Linked DNA regions of Mus musculus: region 1 is linked to region 2. A link is a contact called in public HiChIP or PLAC-seq data. All regions are on one chromosome and are shown on one strand. Each heading gives the region's core, a stretch centred on a gene start, on an enhancer-like site or on the middle of the called end of the contact. The rest is flanking DNA. Distances are from core to core; before and after follow the strand shown. Region 1 has its middle 33 kb from the start of Gm46162. Region 2 has its middle 31 kb from the start of Hmcn1.

The links. HiChIP or PLAC-seq counts read pairs in DNA pulled down with a chosen protein or histone mark.
Region 1: a contact with region 2 is called in an H3K4me3 HiChIP or PLAC-seq map of bone marrow-derived macrophages, with 3 times the contacts expected there. The contact joins two enhancer-like sites. A contact is called at or near these places in 1 of 484 Hi-C or Micro-C datasets (the HPC-7 cell line), 3 of 115 datasets of contacts at active chromatin or transcription factors (bone marrow-derived macrophages, fetal liver and stem cell-derived neural progenitor cells) and 1 of 9 other capture datasets (embryonic stem cells).

The regions. Positions count from the first base shown.
Region 1 is chr1:151,282,376-151,286,956 of GRCm38.p6, forward strand. No RefSeq gene overlaps it. Among named protein-coding and RNA genes, the nearest start is that of Gm46162, 33 kb to the left of the region's middle. Within about 2 kb of position 2,861, at least 24 of the 459 cell types and tissues checked have an H3K27ac peak or open chromatin away from gene starts, as enhancers often do. A contact at or near this core is called in bone marrow-derived macrophages, where this site is marked.
Region 2 is chr1:151,022,214-151,026,685 of GRCm38.p6, forward strand. No RefSeq gene overlaps it. Among named protein-coding and RNA genes, the nearest start is that of Hmcn1, 31 kb to the left of the region's middle. Within about 2 kb of position 3,073, at least 90 of the 459 cell types and tissues checked have an H3K27ac peak or open chromatin away from gene starts, as enhancers often do. A contact at or near this core is called in bone marrow-derived macrophages, where this site is marked.

The sequences.
Region 1 (4,581 bases), core at 1,611-4,110, 260 kb after region 2:
CATCATACAGACTTAGCAGGTTCTTAGGTATTTAGAAATGTGTACATATTTATAAATGCATACACACACATGTGTATACTTATATACACACACATATATTACATTACATCAATTACAACAACTAATGAAAAAGGTGGCCATGAGTTTGAAAAGAGCAAGGAGCAGTAAATAGGAGCGTTTGCAGGGAAGAAAGGAAGGGGGAGGTGACATAATTATAATCTCAAAAAAAAAAAAAAAAAACACCTTCTTGTCGCTTCTTCCAACTGAACTGCTATCTGGTCCATTTGGAATTGACTTGCTATCTTTCCCACCCTGAGGTAAAAATCAGATAAGCCTTGTCTTGGCCACCAGGGAATTCTTTAGTTCCAGTCTTCTCTAATTCATTTCTGAGCTTCATTAACCTTGAAGTCCTTAAGGCTCTCGGCAAACCCACAGAACCTATGCCTACTGACCAATTTTAATATTCTTTCACATGGAAATATTTATAGAATATTTACTTACTTAACTGTTTTAGTGTATTTTACATCCTTACCTATTTGCAAAGTTATTCCTTCTTGCATAATCCTGAAGTTCTGAAAATGCACTTAATGTAGTAGAACTGTGATTTTCTGCACGATGCAGAGGAGAATGGGGTTCCCCACCCCACTGACTCTGTGTGTGTGTCTGTGTGCCTGTGTGTGTGTGTGTGTGTGTGTGTATTTAAAGATCTTGACCTGATCCTGTGTCTCAGTGGTGAGAACTGTGTCTCAGTGGTAGCTGCTGTGTCTTGGTGGAGTGTGAGTGTGACAGTCACAAGGAATCAATATCCAGCACCTCAAAGTAAAGTAGATGAATACTACCAAAGATCTTATTGCGTTTACTTTCCATTCTGAAGTCAGGCGTGCCATGTCACAGAAAATAGAGTAGGGGTTCTCTGGTTCACACTCAAACTCAGCCAACAGCACTTGACTGGCCCTTAGTGAGTACAGGAGTATCAATCACAGAGTGAACAAATGTTTATGTGAATAAACAGGTGATGCAGAAGCTATATGCTGTGGAGTTGGGAAGAGCAGAACTCAAACCCTGCTTTCTGCCTCAGCTCTGCTCTTCCCTTGACAGTCTTTCTCCAGCAAGCTGATTCTCTGAACCCCACCATACCCTCTCAATGCCTCGAAAGGAAGCTGTGAGCATTAAATGAGAAAAGGTAGCACACAGTAGGTACTCAGTAAACAGTGGCTATGTAGAGAGCTCCCTCATGATAGAAATTGCAAAAAGTACAGGGGAAAAAAGTAGAGGGAAAAAAATCTTACATTACCTCTAAGTGTAGGGGAGAACTGAAAATTTTCAAGGTTTTAAGCTTCTTTAGTCTGATAAAATCACATTCTTAGCATATTTTAAGATTTTACTTGAGTTTTCTGTCTATATTTCAGATAAGCAGAAGTCCTCAATTATCATTTCACAGTGATTATATTAATGCCTTTTATTGTGCATGTGTATGTGCATGTGTTGGCTGTGTGTGTGTGTGTGTGTGTGTGTGTGTGTGTGTGTGTGTGTGTATGCCCACTCACAGGCCAGGGCACAAGTGAGGAGATCAGAGGACAATGCATTACTTGGTTCTCTCCCTCTACCACATGGGACCTGGAATGAACTAAGGCTTGGTGGAGGTAGCAAATGCAGAGCTATCACATGTGTGGGATTTCAAATGTGTAAAACCAAGAACCGTTAACATTAATAATTTCAATGAGCTTTTAACTTACCAATATTTATTTTTGTGTATGCGTGCTCTGTGTGTGTGTATGATCTACATGTTTGTCTATTAGGACAAGATTGGTCCATGACATGGTATGGAGGTCAGAGGGCTGAAGAGATGGCTCAGCAGTCCAGAGCACATTATCCTCTTGCAGAGCATTCAGCTCCCAGCACCTACATAGGGCAACTCACAACTGCCTGGATCTCCAACTCCAGGGAACCCAGCACCTCTGGCCTCTGCAGACACTCACAGGCACATATACATGCCTGCATACAGACCAACACACATGCACGTAATTAAATATAATAAAAATGAATGTTTTTAAAGAAGTGAGATGACTTCAAGGGTAAATGCAATCAGAAAGTGCAATGAAGAAACACTAGCTACAGGCTTGGAGCACCGGTGAGGTAGGATAGGGAGAGCAGGGAAGACACTGGCAAGAGACATTTGATCAGATACCTCAGTAGCAAAGAGACAGAGACCTGCAAACAGAGTGGGTCTGGAATTGGAACTGAATGGAAGAGGCCCACAGACAGAGAATGAGTTCAGATGGAGAAAGGCAGAAGAAAGGCCAATGTGCCCGCAGGAGAATGAGAGAAGGCGGGCACCGGTCGGTTACCTCCTTCACTGGTGATCTGTGTTGAACTGTCAAGTGGAGAATAGAGGTGGAAAGTCCTGCTCTCATAAAGCTCTCATAAATCTTAGTGAGGAAGAAGGGGGAAACACTCTGCAATGCCTGCTATGTCAGCCTTGATTCTCCACTGCGACCAGGAGCGAGTGATATCTGTCAATAGCTAGAGATACTTCTGGCTATCACAACTTGAAGATGGATGGATGTTCAGTAGATAGGGATATCTCTAAAGACACAACTCAGCAAAAAAGAACTATCCCCAAATATCTAGAGCCAAAGTTGAGGAACTTTAATATGAGATGGTGACAAGAATTTTGTCTGTCTGTGTGTGTGTGTGTGTGTGTGTGTGTGTGTGTGTGTGTGTGTGTGTGTGCGAGCGCGCGCATAGGGATTAGCTTGGCTGTGGTGAGCCACAGTGGTTCGTCTCTAAGCTCAGCATTTGAGAGGCTGAGATATGAGGATGGCAAGTTTGAAGCCTGAGCCACATAGAGAGGCCTGACTCAAAGCAAAACCTGGAAAGAGGAAGACAAGGGAGTAAGGGACACCTACAGCAAGAGCATCACAGGGCAAGGACGTGATGACTAACCATGGTTGTCAATGCAACTGGGTCTAGAATCAGCTAAGAGACGGGCCTGTGGGGACTTTTTCTGGTGAGAATTAGCTGAGAGGAATGACCCTCCCCTAGAGTGGGTAGCACCTTCTAGCTCTGGCCCGTAGAGAAGGAGGTTTCAGGGGAAAAGTTGCTTTTTGCCTGCTGGGCTTTACTTCTTGCTTACAAGGCGTCTACACTGTTGCTTCTCCTGCTGCTGCTAACCTATACCTACATCAGAACCCAGCTCCCTGCCCTTGCAGCATTAACTGAAGAGCAGTGGCTCTCCAAGAACCCTCCAGGCCTTCAGCTCATGGTTGGGATTCTGGGTTATCAACCCTCGAGGATGAAGCAGTTATCAGGTTCTCGGGCTCCACCCTGAGCAGATGGCTGGGCTGGAGTACTTATTATAGTCCAAGAATGCTAATCCAATCAGTCCTGTGTGTAATATATATTCATTCTATCAGTTCTGTTCTGAGACAGAGGAACATTTTGGGGGGAAGTTCAAAGAGAGCAGAGGGACCAATGTGGTGGTAGCTGGGCAAACAAACTGAAAAGGCTTGCAGGGGTCTGGCCATTTCAAGATCCTGCTTTCCTCCATACTGTTCAGTTTATTTGTTTTCTGAGATAGGGCCTCGTGTAGCCTCAAACTTGCTATATAGCTAAGCCTGGTCTTGAATTCCTGATCCTCCTGCTTACAGCTCCCAAGTGCTGGGTGCTGCTGCTGCTGCTGCTGCTGCTGCTGGCCTATACCTACATCTGAACCCTGATCTCTATATCAGGGAAGTGTGTGTGAAGAGAAGTCAGGGCTGGTAGTCACACAGGGTGCACTGGCTGATAGGTTTTCAAATGCTAGAAACATAGGGTCAAATATTTTACTAGAATAGACATGTCATAATTGCTCATCAGAAGGTTACTTTTAAAACGAGGGACTAATGCTTAACTGCACATATTTTTGTCTTTCAAACTGACTCCCAAACTGAAGGAGTACTACTATCATCTTCTGAGAGAGAAGCGAAAATCAAAATATTTAAAGTAATAATATCATGGATCATGGAGATTGCCTAAAGAGTCCCATAATAAGATAGTTCTTTTTTTTTTAAATCCAATCTTAATACAAACATTAGAGAAGAGGAGGCTAAAGCCTTGTGTATTCAGCCCATGGATTCCTGGAAATTGCCACTTAGGTCTGTAATTAGCACATAGTCACACAGCCAGTCTGGGACATACAAACAATGGAACAATTAATGAACTGTCTCTAATGTCAGAGCTCTCACCTCGGTCTTATTAAGAAATCTAAATCAGAATAAAAACTAATTCTTGGGAAATAAAATTTTCAGGCAGGGGAGAAAGTCTACCTTTTTTAAATATATGCATTCACAAAATCCATCCTATGAACAGTCTATAGTTAGAGCAGATGCCTCTATACATGAAGAACAAAGCAATGGCCCCGTAAGAAAAGGAACATGCCACTGTCCCAAGGACCTGACTTCTGTCCCTGGGGTGTAGGAGACAGAAGGAAAGGATCATCAAGCCATTCTCAGCAACCCATAAGTTGCCTTCTGACCCCACACACATGAGTGCACGTACTCACACAGAAAAATGGAATAAAAATAATTAAAAAAAAAAAAA
Region 2 (4,472 bases), core at 1,823-4,322:
ATTTGAGATTTTTAATACTTTAGCTGCTCTTTGCAGCAAAAAAAAAAATGACTGGGTAAGATTATCCTTTGTTTTACTAAAATAACAATTTATTGCCAGTCTATACTAAAGACAGATCCTATACCATAATGTTTTAAATCTCATATATATAGAAATAAAAGTTTTTGTACAAGTCTAAATGCATTTCATTTTTAGGTGACTGGGTAGTCATCCGGATAAGAGTTCTCTGGTGTGGTTTAATAAGAACATTTTCAAATGCACAGCTTTAAACATTCAAACAGTACTGTGCAAAAGTGAACTCAACGAGAATAATATGAAAAGTAACCAAGATGCTTTTAATGAGAACATGTTCAGTAGAACAGACTTAAAATCAGATGAGAAAGAGCTTAGCCACCCTGTGTTTATATGCTCAGTAACTTGCTTGAGTCCTCTGAAAGGTCCATCAGCATTCACTCATACACCAAACATCTATTAAAAACGACTGCCAGGCACTGTGTTCCGTCCTAGGAACGCAAACAAACAAGATACAGCCCCAAGGGATTTAAAGAAACAATGTGAGAGACAATCAATGCTGCAAATATTTACTGCTCTCACCTTGAGCCAGGCATTGTTTGTAAGCACCAAAATAAAATGCAAGACTGTAAGAAAACAAAAAACAATAAAAAACCCAAAAATTTTAAAAAAAAAATAGCTAATTAATTAACTCTTTTAAAAAGCAGGATTTTTTTTTTCGTGGAGCTCATATCCTAGGGCAGGAGACGGATAAAATGTGTGAGATAAATAAATTCCGTGTGTGGGACAGAGAACTAGGAAGATAGAACAAGGCAGTGAGGTATGATGAAGATGCTATCGTTTTAAATGAGTGGCCAGGAAACGCACAAGAGTCTTTAGAGTAAGTGCAGCTTGCGGGCATCAGGGAGGGGAGAGGCTAAGCCCACTGAGCGGTCCTTCAAGACTTTTCTGTACCAAGATCAGAAAGGAGGAATCACATTGGCCAGGAGGACAGAGCAGGTCCTGGGGCTCCCTCAAGGATTTGTGCTTTTCTTCGGAATGAAAGAGGAATCCATAGTGGGATAAGAATCCCTATTTTTAAGCAGAGGCTTGACAGGGGTGTGATTCATGTGCTGATAGGATCAGTCTGGTCACTGCAAATGACAGAAATGACAAGAAATTGTGAGATTCTGTATAAAGAGAGTGAGTATTGCCTGCTATGAGTTGTGAAGAAAGAAACAGTCAGAGGTAGGTGGTGTGTAAGCACATGAAAGTAAGAAACACTCCAGGAGTCAAGTCTCTGTGTTCAAACGAAAAGTTTTAACCCATGGGGTGGTGTACACTGGGCTTCTTCGGCAGGACCTGATGCTGAAAGAGTCTGTGTGACGCAGACAGCACTGTTGGCTGTGAAGCCGGTGTTAGCCTCTCTACCCTGCAGCTGTCTCTTGTCAGAGTATGCCTGGGCCTAGCAAACATAGAAGTGGATGCTCACAGTCGGCTATTGGATGGATCACATGGCCCCCAATGAAGGAGCTAGAGAAAGTACCAAAGAAGCTAAAGGGATCTGCAACCCTATAGGTGGAACAACATTATGAACTAACCAGTACCCCGGAGCTCTTGACTCTAGCTGCATATGCATCAAAAGATGGCCTAGTCGGCCATCACTGGAAAGAGAGGCCCATTGGACACGCAAACTTTATATGCCCCAGTACAGGGGAACGCCAGGGCCATAAAAGGGGAGTGGGTGGGTAGGGGAGAGGGGGTGGGTGGCTATGGGGGACTTTTGGTATAGCATTGCAAATGTAAATGAGCGAAATACCTAATAAAAAATGGAAAAAAAAATTAAAAAAAAAAAAAAAAAAAAAGAAAACCTAAAGAGTGAACTGTAAGATGTCACGTGTCTGGTTTTCTCAGACCAAATTAAACTGGCTATGTGTTGAGATACATTCTGCAAACCTCCACAGTGGTCTAAGGTTGCAAAGCCCTGGGTTCCTTATTTCTACTTGTGCGTCTGTGTGCGTGCGTGTGCATGTGCGTGCGGGTGTGTGTGCGTGTGTAACAATAATTATTATAGGAAAAGACACCATCAATTTGAGAGGGAGTTGGGGGTGGCATATAGGAGGAGCTGGAAGGAAGGAAGGGGAAAGCCATACAGTTACGCTTTAAGTTTTCTTTAAGTGCTCCATAACGGACCCAGAGGGAAAACTCAATCTAAAGTACACCCAATCTATCAGGTTTACTTTGCTTGGCTGCGGCAATGGATGACGTACCATGCAAGTGTCAGTAAGAACTGAAAACTCTTGCTTCCTTTTCGGATGAGTGGGCTTCCTCAGTTTCCCCATTACTCAACAAACCCTCATGTCTAATTCACAAATTTCAGAAGCTTCATTGTTTTCAAAGTAATCTAAATTTCTTCTCGTGAAAACATTTTTCCCCTATAGAAACAAATAAGAGAAAGGAAAAAGATAACCTAAAACATAAAATCTAGGAAACACGGGGCTGGAAAGATGGCTCGGCCATTAAAAGCCAGGCTCCCATCCAAAAGTCTAGGAAATAGAAATAGAACGCTGTGACTGTTCTAACTCGGTGTGCTTTCCCTTGGTTTAGATGTCATAGAACCGGCGGGGGCGGTCACTTAGCCTCAGCTTCTGGTAAAATTCTTGAAAGAAATCCTAGAAGATCTTTTGGGGGGCAGGGTATTGGTGCTGTTTTGTTTGTTTGTTTTGCTGCACTGGGAGAACCCTTGAGTGAAAGGGTTTTCTCCATGCCCACTGCAGTTTCTAAGCCCTCGTCTGCAAGTTATTAGAGGTTTTGATTACCTCTGTCATGAAAAAGAGAAAAGGTAACCAGGTGACCACAGACTGCAATGTCGGGACTTTCAGCCTCTAGGTGGGAGCCCTGCCCTCATTCCTCAGAACAGACTTTCTCTTATCTCAGGTACCTGCCCACTAAAACCGGTTGAGGAAAGTTGAAAGTGGTTTGCTTAGATAAGCATCAAAGTTTGGGATGCCGATCTGTACCTAGGAGACCTTTGATCCTGTGCACTCTGGTTTAGAAATCAACCCGGAATGTTATCTAACAAGAAGGATTTGTCTCTTCCGCCTTTCTCTGGTCTCAGCGAGCCCGGAAATACCAAGAGCAGCCTCTGCGGTGCTTCAGAACTTCCACTTCCTGTTATGGAGGAAAGTCGAAGCGGAGAGACGCAAGACTGTCAACCGGAGAGAACAATCCACCACAACATCCCGATTAAATTTAGTTCAAATGCTCCCTGTTTACTTAAGCAGCCTATGTGCCCTGTTTTAAACTAAAAACGGGCAGGAAGCTTTCATATTGCTAAACTCGTGCTAGCTCTCTGGGGAAGCGGAGAGGATGAGACACCCCCTCCTGGAGCAAGCTCTGGGCTGTCATCCCATGTCAAGTGATCAGCCACTAACCTGACAGTGTGGCTATCGGTTCTCAAAGAGTGCATTAGAATCTTAGAATCATAGGGAGATGTGGACAAGAGGGAAACGCTAGGCCCGTACAATCCCTCTCCATTCCAGTGCCTGATCTATCCAGTATTGAGTCAAATAGCATCTCTAGCGCTTTCTCAGGGGATACCTAGTCACTGCTCTAAGTAGTTTTTAGTATAAATGCTGGAATATAGGGAGTTGTTGACCAGGGAGCTCCCAGAAGCTTCCCAAATAAAACAGGCTCTGCCCTTACTCTTCTTGCCTGAGAAGCTAGATGGTAAGAGCCTTTCACAAGAACAGCATACACAGGGCACAGAGAAGTCAGACGGGAACCAATCTGGACGCTTCCTCTCTATTAGTTAGCATTCATGGTAGCCGATGGTTCTATACTGTCTGCTAGAGAAAATTCATCTATGGCCTTTCCCAGCTGTGAGACCTGAAGGCTACAATACCCACCTGCCAGACGAGATCTGACTACTGGTACAATAGTGACATGGCTTTGAGAGCCGTGAGTGATATGACACTTTCTGACTGGCTCTGAAGCTGATCCACTGGTGGCCACCCATGTGCTTACTGGAGCAGTAAGCCTATGACTGCATTTGAAGAGGAAGCCGTGAAAACCTTCATGTTAAATTTTACCCTCTCAGTAGCAAAAGTGTTTTATGCCCATATCGACCACCAAATTGGGGGGGGGGAGGGGAGAGAGAGAGAGAGAGAGCATTCCCTGCATTCGGTACTCACTCTTCCCTAATATTTACCCTTTCTTGTTCTTTTTCTTCATTTTATGCTGTACCTACATATATACATATATGCTCAGGATTTTGAATGCCAGTTCTAACCATATGTTGCTTAAGTTGTAAAGACTTTAGTTCTGGTTGACTTTGGTATGCCACTTTTTTTTTTATTTAATTGCAAGGTCTTTTTTTATAATAAAGTTTATTTTATAAAAGAAAGTTAATATGTTTTCTTTGGAAATTGTAAACTATAAATAACGTTAGAATTTTTAACAACTATATACATGTGCATGAG